2 separate regions of the Zea mays genome follow, and region 1 is linked to region 2. The links are chromatin contacts, called in public Hi-C maps. All regions are on one chromosome and are shown on one strand. Each heading gives the region's core, a stretch centred on a gene start, on an enhancer-like site or on the middle of the called end of the contact. The rest is flanking DNA. Distances are from core to core; before and after follow the strand shown.

Region 1 (4,831 bases), core at 1,523-4,022, 90 kb before region 2:
TATTCTTTTGATTATCATGGATAAATAGGAATAATATTGAATTACATTTATACCTTCGGCTTGACAGAAGGTAAAAGTCCAAGCGTGACGCACGAGCAAATACAAGTTAGCATGAACAGTACGGGGGTACTGTTCACCTATTTATAGGCACGGGACACAGCCTGGTCAGAATTACATTTATGCCCCTGATGACTAGTTACAATCATGACACAAATCATCATGGACCGAACAGTCTTTTCCTCCTTAAGTCGGTGCAGCCCTTCGTCTCAAGGCATGTCGCTATGCCGAAGCTTTCTGGATAGTAGCTTTAGCGTGTACCTTCGTCCTGTGTTTGATTATACGCTGATCTTTCGAAGGTGCTTCTTCTCAAAGGACCTTCGGCGACGAAAAAGGACCTTCGGCGACAAAGCAGGCCCCTAACAGTCATCAACATCCTCACCTGGCTTGAAGGCCAGGTTCTCCCACTCCTTGCGAAGTGTCTGCAGTGTGGTCTTGCGGGCACGGTTGCTGCCAATGCGGGTCGCAGCGATGGCGTCCCAGGCCTCCTTGGCAGTCCGCTTCTGGGAAAGCGAAAACTGCATCTCGGGCGGGGCTACAGCAATGAGGGCATCCAGCGCTCGTCAATCTTCGTGGCAGCCGGCGTCGCCGTCCCGAATTGCTTCCCACTGTGGCGAACCTGGAGTCGTACCCTCATCACCGCGGCCCACTCGACGTAGTTGGTCTTGGTGAGGGTAGGCCACCCACCGCCGGGACCGATGTCCCTGACAATGGCCTGGGCCATGCGACGACCATGGTACCGATCCGGGGAGGAAGAGCCGTGCCGCTTGTAGAGGCCGCGATCTCCGTCGACTCGGTCGCCGCCGCCGGGAGCACCGTCGGCGTGTCTACGCTCGTCTGGGCTGTAGCCGCGTGCACCCTCGCCCGGAGCGCCGTCGGCGCGCCGACGCCTATTTGGGCTGTCGCCACGTGCGCCCCATAGGGATGCGCGGCTGCCCACTGTGCCGCCTGCTCTCGCGCTGCTTCCCTCGCCAGCCTGAGCCCTTCGTCGGTGTTGTCGTCGACAGAAGCAGAGCTGCTGGCTCTACTGCCGCGCAGAGTCTCAAGCTCTGCTGCCACCGCATGTGCAGCATCCGCCACCTCCGCTGCCAGTCGTGCTGCCCTCGCCGCTGTCGCTGCAACCGCTGCTGCCAGTTCCGCCGCCGCCAGTCGTGCTGCCCTCGCCGCTGTCGCTGCAACCGCTGCTGCTGCTCGCTCGCGTTCTTGTGCTGCGGCGACCTCGGCCTCCTGCTGGCGCCGCGCACTCGAAGTGACCGAGCGTAGGGACATGGTGGGCTAGTGAGGGGTCACTACGTGTGGAAGAGGCTGTCTCAGACGAAAGGCTGCTCATCTGAGCAGGAGAGGAAGGAACAATTGGAGCTTTTGTTGGCGACTGAGTGTGGGGAGAGGCATGGGAAGGAGATGAGCTATTTAGGCTGCAGGATAGTTTGGCTCTGATACCAATTGTAAGTCTTACTCTCATCAAGAGGATGACACTATGAGTTGGAGCAATTTTCTGTTTATTTCTTCAAATACTACACAATGCTATGTCTTTCTAAGGGTTGAGATACATACTTATAGCCCAAGGAGCTGCCGAAGTATCGAGCATATGCTCCTAAGATGTTGTCCTATACTATAACTACACTAGATGCTGTCCTACACCTTTACGAAAGCAGATGCTAACTGTTGTCCACACCACACTGCAGCAAAGACTGCCGCTATCCATACTGCAGCAAAGACCAAAGGACTGTTGTCCTGTAGCAAGGACCAACAGACTGCAGGACTGCTGTCCTGTAGCAAAGACTAGAAAACTGCAGGGCTGCTGTCCTGTAGCAAAGATCAAAGAAACTGCAGGGCTGCTGTCCTGTAGCAAAGACCAAAGAAACTGCAGGACTGTTGTCCTGTAGCAAAGACCAAAAAGACTGCTGTTGTCCTTCCCACAAACCACGAGACTTATTCTAAGAAGTAGGGGCTGAAATTTTGTGAGCCAAAAAATCTTTGTATCAAAGAAACTTCCCTTTCCAAAAAAAAAAGAAAAAGAAAAAAAAGAAGCACTACATCTGCCGTCAATTTTAGTAAATAGATGACAGCGTAGTGTCGCCCTCAAGCTGGCGATGGATCCCGGCGGTGGCGGCCACCGTGGCGAGCTTGTTCTTGCGGCCTTCCAGGAACCACTGGAGCGACTTCTTGAACGATAGGCTCGGCCCGGCGCCACCGCCGCCGTCGTCGCCCCCTCTCCTGGTCCTGGCATCCTCCTCCTCCACGGCCCTCTGCGCCGCGCGCACGATCGCTCTCGCCTGCTCCTTGGTGGTCTTCTCCGGCGCCGGTGGCGTGCCCCCGCCCGCGGTTGCCGCCGCGACGCCCCTCTGCATTGTTCGGCCTTGATCGACCGACCGCGCGCGGACCTCCCTGACACGCCTCTGCGCTGCGCTCCCTGATCGACCGGAAGAATTCAGAGAGAAGCTAGGATATGATGCGGCGGTGGAATGGAACGAAGAGGTGAAAGTGAGGCGAGATAGGAGAGCCGGCCGGCGTGGTCTTAAACCCGGCGGCGGCGGGGCTCCCCGCCCCCGCTTGATGATTGGGTTGGCACGCAACGCACGTGCGCGTTGCTCGATCTCTCCTATGTTTGGTGTGCTCCTCGTATCTTCTTTTTGCATGCATGCATGGAGCATGGTTGAGACAGCCACTTCCACTTACCGGCTTTGGCAAGTCACGTCTCTGTCAGCTCGGTCCCACTCCCACATGCAAAAACCGGCAGTTAGCTAGAGCTAGCTACCCTGCTGGGACTACGTGCTGGCTTACCAAATCGTAAGTTAGAGCGGGCACGTGGAGCACGTGGGCAGCAACATTGCTGCTGATGGTTTGACTTTGTTTGATCCAAAAGAAAAGCTTTTGGTTGGCCTGATTCCTCGCATTATCAACACATTCAACAGAGGCTGTGCTTATTTGCAACACGCGCCGATGACACCATCTTTCTGCTCCAAGATAACTTGGAATATATGCAAGGAATTTACAATATTCATCTTAATCTTGTTTGAGCGGATGTCTGGATTAAAAATTAATTTCCAAAAAAATGAGGTTTACTGTTTTTGGAAGGGCCATTGATAAGAAAGACATTTATGCAGATATCTTTACCTCCCCGATAAAAAGTTTACCCATGAAGTACTTGGATATCCATATTGATCACAAAAAGCTGATCGCTTCTCAATTGGTTTGAGAAAAAAAATTACGAGTTTTGCAAGCCAAATGTTTAAGCTTAGGTGGAAGGCTGGTTTTTGATAAACGTCAGCTTATCCAACATTCCCTTGTACATGCTTTCCCTCTACCGTGCCTCTCCACTGTGATCAAGAAGATGGACAAATTTAGGAAAAAGAATGATGTGGTGTGGTGGAAAAAACATAAGAAATATCATCTTGCAAACTGGGAGACGATCTGCTCCCCAAAAGATCAAGGTGGCTTGGGGATTCTCGATCTCAGGTGCATGAACATTAGTCTGCTCACCAAGTGGTTGTGGAAATTGGAGAATGGTGAAGGTATGTGGCAAACCATCATCAAAGAGAAATATATGAAAAAAACCGTTGAGATTTGTTAAAAAAAATCATGGCGACTCTCAATTCTGGAAAGGAATTCTAGAAACAAGAGATATCTTCTGTGATAATTGTGTGAAAATGATTGGTGATGGAAAAAAACTCGAGTTTCTGGTTAGATACTTGGTGCGACAACTCTCCTTTTTCTGAGAAATATAGAAGGCTTTATGAGTTATCTTTAGACAAAGAGATAAATGTAAACTCGGTACTGATAAACAATTGCAATTCTTTGACCTTCAGGAGAAGGTTATTCGGGAGAAGTGCTATTGATTTAGAAAATTTGAAAAAAGATTGTGAAAACACTTGTCTTACGAATATTAAGGACAAGGTCGTTTGGATGCTTAAGAAAAAAGATTTCTCTGTTAAATCCTTGTACATCAAAATGAAAAACAGCCTTGAGAGGTTCCCTTGTCTAGTCATATGGAGAGCAAAAATCCCTCATAGAATCAGGGTTTTTTTGTGGATTGTTCTGAAAGATAGAATTCTATCTAAAGCAAACTTAAAAAGAGAAACTGGAAGTGTAACACAGATTGTCTTTGGTGTGGAGAATATGGATCCACTAATCACATCTTATTTGAGTGCTAAGTGGCAAAATTCACCTGGAGAGTGATTCAAATAGCTTTGAACTCTTTAAGCTTCCTGAAAAATGCAAGTGAGATGTTTGGCAACTGGCTTTGTGGTCACAAAAAACGGATAAACATCTTCTGGCTATAGGTTGTAGTGTAGTTTTATGGACTATCTGGAAAATTAGAAATGATATTTGTTTCAATGGGAGAAATATCATGAATGCTGCTAACATCTTCATTCTTTGTTGCTTTTGGCTAAACTCGTGGGTGCTGAATCAGAAAGAGATGCCAAGAAAGAGACTGAAGGAAGGAAGCAGATTAATCCGAAGAATTGCTGATCAAGTCTTCATTCGCTCTTTTGGTTGGGCTCCAGTTGGTCGTCGTATTATGAAATGAATAAGCGCGAAAACACTGAAGCCGGTTGGTCATCTCCGTTTTCCTTCTCAGACTTGTTAGTTGATTAGGATAAAAGAATAGTCATTCCCTACAAATTAGTCTCTAAGGATTGATTTGGTGACAAGGGGATTCCGGGAGGATTGGAGGGGATTGATGGGAGAAATAAACTAATTATTTCTCCCTCAATCCCCTCTAATCCTCCCGGGATCCCGGATCACCAAATCAGCCCTAAGTCTTGTAAGC
Region 2 (5,021 bases), core at 1,423-3,922:
ATATAAAGAAAACATTATGTGAAGCAAATTAGCCGGGGATGTTTGAGAATCTATTTTATATTCAGAAAGCTAGATATACCCTCTGTATCTGAGAACAGTACATGTTTTTACTAACACAGTTGCACCGCTAAATTAAGTGTCATTAGAAAAGCAACAGAACTATCCTGGTCAATCCATTCTCAATAAAAGAATTATGACAAATATAACTAACAACAAGAGGAACTATTACCTTTGCCCATGGAGGGAGAGCAACATCGCCTATAGGTTCCCCATCCTGCTTGACACCAAGATGATATGAATTTGAATTTTCAAGAAACTCAGGCATGTAAAAGAATTCTGGAATAAGCTCTTTGACGTCACTTGTATTTGATAAGCTATTTATGTAAGCGCTCTCAATGCTTTGGAACAAACGATCTGCATGGTCAAACTTGCCACCCTGCACAAGTGTCAGACAGGCATAAATGTAAATAATATGACAAGATCCCTTATTTTGAACTGTGGTGAAATACGACAAGAGAAATTATGTATCGACAAATTCGTGAATAGTGTTTTGAAAATAATAGCTATGTGCTTGAATTTTAAGGAAGCAATGATAAATATTTCCATAATGAGTTAAGTGACAACCTGAAAATTTAGATGCAGAGTTGTAAATGGCTCAAGCCTAAGCATGTAATGAAGAACGATTCCCATGCTAGAGTAGTGAGATCCGTAATAAAAACTGCAGGAAACAAACATGGCTGTTATTGCAAAAAGAGTAAACTAAAAAAGGAGAACACTAACAAATGAATAAAGGTTCAACCTTGGTATATCAGGGTCACAGAAACTAAGATATCTATCTTCAAAAACCTGCCCAATAATGCATTACTAACGTGAAGTTATGATAAGGTGATGATAGCCTACAATTACAAATAAGTACACAATAGTAGCTGCACCTTGAAGCGGTTTTCATCCAACGCACCAACTGGTTTTGAAAGATCCCTGAAAGTCGATGACTTGTTGAAATCAAGCTTTTCAGAGGTGTAATCAGCCAATACCCATGGAAATATAGGATACTGAGTTAAGTCATTGTAAGATCTTCCAGCAAGGGTATTTAAAATCACAAGATACTCAAAGTTACTGATTTCCCTCCTTTTCCATCTTTCCCTGGCATTCTCAGCCATTTCAAGTCCAACTCGCCTGTCCACGAATGAAATGATATTATTTTTGTCTTTGGTACTTCCTTTAGGGAACAAAGCTTCATTCCTAAGAGAAACTAACAAAGTCCCAGCATTTTTAGTATCCTTTTGGGAAGAAAAGTTTAAAAATATAGGTGCAGTTGAATCATCAAAGAAGATCTCCATTGCAGTATATTGCAGTAGGTAGCGTGTCCAATGAACTCCTTTTATCTGTAAACATGTATGGAAGGAGATTAAGAGAGTGAGCAAGTGAGAGGAAAGACTAGGGGAGAGAGATACCTTAGTTATGTTCCACCTTTTGTGACGTTTGATCTTGTTAGACTGGTTTTGCATCAAAACACCATTGGTTTCAATCATACTGTCTCGGCATCCGTCAAGTCTGTCCACACCTCCCAGCTCGTTCTTGCAGTCTGAATCTTTTTTGTCTTTAAACTTGCTAAAAACAGATGATCCTCCAGTTCCTTCAACCAAAAATTCAAAAGAAAAATGCATGACAGTTCGTGTGATATCCAGTTGTCCTGCTAATTTTCGCTTTGGGGTAACAAAAACACAACGAACTGAACATAGCACCTGCAAAATGGACAATGACCAGAAATCAACAATCGTTTTCTGCTTTCAGATGAAATGTATACTAAAGCTTTTTCTTTACCTTTGTATAATCATTATCTCCATTAGTAGATGATGGCTCTTTCTTATAATGTGCAGAAGCATGATGATCAGAGGTATCTGCAGCATTATTAAGGTTTTGGCTCTCTGAAGGATTACTCTGGGAAGATTCACTCGCGTCATTAGTGTCTTCAAATTGTTCGTAACTACTATCCTCTGTGATTCCCCGCACTCCTTTAACAAGGAATTGCTTCATTTTCTGAGTAATTTTGGCACTAATGTACAGCTGGTCAGCTAAAGTTGCTGTACTTTCATTCCTTGACTGTGAAGGCTGACATAATCGTTCATCAAATTTGTAATTACGTTTGAACTTGAACCGCCGCCTCCATCTATCCTCTGTCTTGTCAAGTTTCCAGTGAGTCACAACATCATTTGGAAAAGGGTTAGCAGACCATGGTCCTCTCTCATCCATCAGAGCACGGGAAATATGTATCCACTTATCCTGATACAGAAAGCAAATAGTTATCTCCCCCCTAAGAAAAGCAAGTAGTTACTGCATGACAAATTTTCTCCTTAACAAGCATTTGCGTTGGTTGAATTAAAGAAAGACTCGGTTACCCTGATAATTTGCTGATCCTCGCGGAAAGCAAGTTGACAAGCTGTCTTTCTATTGTCATCCGCTGAAAGCACAGCAGTAATAGTTAAATGTATCTCATCTTCAATGGCCTGCGCTAGCTTTATCTCCGTAGCAGAACACTCGTTAAGCTTCATGCGAAGATCCTGCAGCTTCTTTAAACGATCAGCCTGAACAGCCTTCATGTGCTTAACCTCATTAGCAGCCTGTACACCAATAAAGCTGATCATTGTGAAGGTATAATAGTTAAGGGTGCTTGTGTAATCTTCTGGGCTAGGGTTTTTCTCCTGTATCCCTCGTATACTCTATATATGGTCCTATTGGGGGGGTCTTAATTTTTGCCAACTTTACGAAATTCACTTAACCATCAGTCATTGACAGCTCAATCACTGACATTGTATTTTATATGTCACTGGCAAAAGGTTAATTTTTCCCGACCCTTCCCTCTGCTGCTCTGCCCCCGGGAAGATCAAACTCTGGTCCTAGGGGCGGCCTCGTCAATCTTCGACTTTTGTTTTCAGTCGCGTCTAGTCGTTATGCAGGAGCAGTCAAGCTGGTGTCATGGAGTCCGCACACGGGAATTCGTCGTCCGCGCACCCGTCCGTCAGACGAAGGGGAATCTCCGCGCCGCCGGTTAGAGGAGTTCGCGTGCCGTCCACGGCGCGCACCGTCCGTCGTGGGAGCCTGTCGTCACAGTTCCCATTGGAATCGACGCAGAGCCGTATGTCTTCGTCTTTGTCGTCTTCGCGCGAACATGTGTTTGCTTGTTCGGGATCTGAGCGTCGTCGCGGCGCTCGTCTGCCCATCTCCGCACCCATCCCCGCTAGTCCCTGCTGTCCGCAGGGCCGTCACCCGTACACGCGGCCGGCGGAGCTGTTGTCTGTCGCCCTGTCCGAATTCAGGGGCGGAAGGAGGGAAGGTACCGACCGACCGTCCGTCTCCATCCATCTTCAGGAGCGGAATGGACGTCCGACCACCGCAATCCCCATCTGTGCGGTCAGAGGTGTGCACACATTGGTGCTCTGTGTTTTCTGCCACCTGCTGCTATGGCCTATGGCTGGTGGTCTGCTATGCTGTTCGACTAGACCACTTGGGATCCTCCGTGTGGGTGGTGGTTTCTCCTGTTTAACTATGCACCTCTGGTGGATTTCTCTCTTGTGTCGTCTCTTTCGCTCATCCTATTGAGGCTCTTTTTTTATTTAATTTCATTGCATCAGTCCATTCCAGTTCTACACGCTACAGTTTGTCCATGCGGAGCGGAGTCTATAAATTTATTGTCAAAGCAGTTAACTTTTATTCTTTTTCTTTGGTTAGCTGAGCTCATCTATTTAAATAATCATTATTGATGTGATTACGGGTCGGGTTTAGGTTTTATGACTTCATTTCTAGTACCTTTTACTTTTAGCACCTATTAGCATTCTCGTTTGGATCTCTAAGTGCTAAAGTTTACTAAAAGTGTACTACAAAACTTTAGCACCGTAGATCCAAACAGGTCCTACGTCCTCTTGTCTCTTTCCTAGCTATTTTGTTACAACGACCGTCTATTTATCGTCATCACCATTCTATGAGAGAGTTTGTTTCAGCTTAAAATTGGATTCTAGCCGCCAGAAGCAGCTTTTGGCAGCTAAACGCTCCACTCAGTCCGCTTATGTGAGAATCGCTTTGGTGAAAATCGTTTAATCAACATGAACCTAGAATCTGTCGCACGATGGAAGGAATACGTCCCTTTCTAAACTCTAAACCTTATAGACCACTTCATCTTCCTCCGCACGTAAACCTCACGATATTCAAATTCTCCCCACACCTAGATTCTCTAGGAATCTAGATTCTAAAAAAATTGTTATAAAAAGCTGAACCAAATAGGCTCTATATCACTGCATGTTGTCTTGCAGGAGTGATATCTCTGTTCTTCCTTTAACTTGATTTGATACATATCTTTATTCTTGTAGAGGCCAGAGTTTTCAAAGCAAAGTTCATAGTTGAAGACTTGAAGTACTATTCTATGAAGGTTTGAGGTATTTGCTGAAGTACTGTGTCGTGAAATCATTACCTTCTTGTAGAGATCATTTTCTACATCAACATTTTTTTAAGAGTTATATGGTTCAACGGCATCTTTGATTTTGGATGTACTTCGTTTCTTTTATATTTTTTTAAGTCTAGTGTATAGTATCAACTCTCCAAATACAATGACATTGCATTCATGTTGCATTTGAGAGAGGGTGTTAAAGTATAATAATTGTCAAGGATATCAGTGTAATATTCTAATCTAGGTTGTGTCTCATGTATCCCTCATTACTCTTTACATAGTCCTTATTTGGTATCAATACTATTATCCAATTGGGTCTTTTTTATTTGTTACAATCATCATTTTTTTTTCTCAAATATGCAGGAGAGCTGCATATCATTATATTTAAGAAGAAAGTTGGGCCGAAGCCCTTACAAGCCATGACATTGAGGTTTAAACCCCTCAAAACAGTAAACAAACCTTGAACTGCCTTAGGAAAAAAACAGAAATTAGCCGTGAGGAAGATTAGCTGCTAGGAAAATAAGCCCTTTAGCCCCTGCCATCTCCCACAACCTTCGCTCTTCTCCAACCTGCTCCAGAA

The links. Hi-C and Micro-C count contacts between places; a contact is called where the count stands out from the background.
Region 1: a Hi-C map of leaf shows a contact between it and region 2, with 4 times the contacts expected there. The contact joins the enhancer-like site here to the promoter of LOC103629637 in region 2. A contact is called at or near these places in 3 of 25 Hi-C or Micro-C datasets (endosperm, leaf and tassel).

The regions. Positions count from the first base shown.
Region 1 is chr6:100,890,147-100,894,977 of Zm-B73-REFERENCE-NAM-5.0, reverse strand. No RefSeq gene overlaps it. Among protein-coding and RNA genes, the nearest start is that of LOC100278741, 63 kb to the left of the region's middle. Within about 2 kb of position 2,772, at least 17 of the 20 cell types and tissues checked have an H3K27ac peak or open chromatin away from gene starts, as enhancers often do. A contact at or near this core is called in endosperm, leaf and tassel, where this site is marked.
Region 2 is chr6:100,800,105-100,805,125 of Zm-B73-REFERENCE-NAM-5.0, reverse strand. It overlaps LOC103629637, which reads left to right and starts at 2,672. Exons shown (of 2, transcript XM_020539322.2): 1 at 2,672-3,418; 2 at 4,365-4,614. The coding sequence starts at 2,977. The coding sequence ends at 4,429. It overlaps LOC103629638 (BEACH domain-containing protein B), which reads right to left. Exons shown (of 40, transcript XM_020539321.3): 29 at 2,400-2,621; 30 at 1,825-2,283; 31 at 1,455-1,745; 32 at 933-1,385; 33 at 800-846; 34 at 625-718; 35 at 230-436.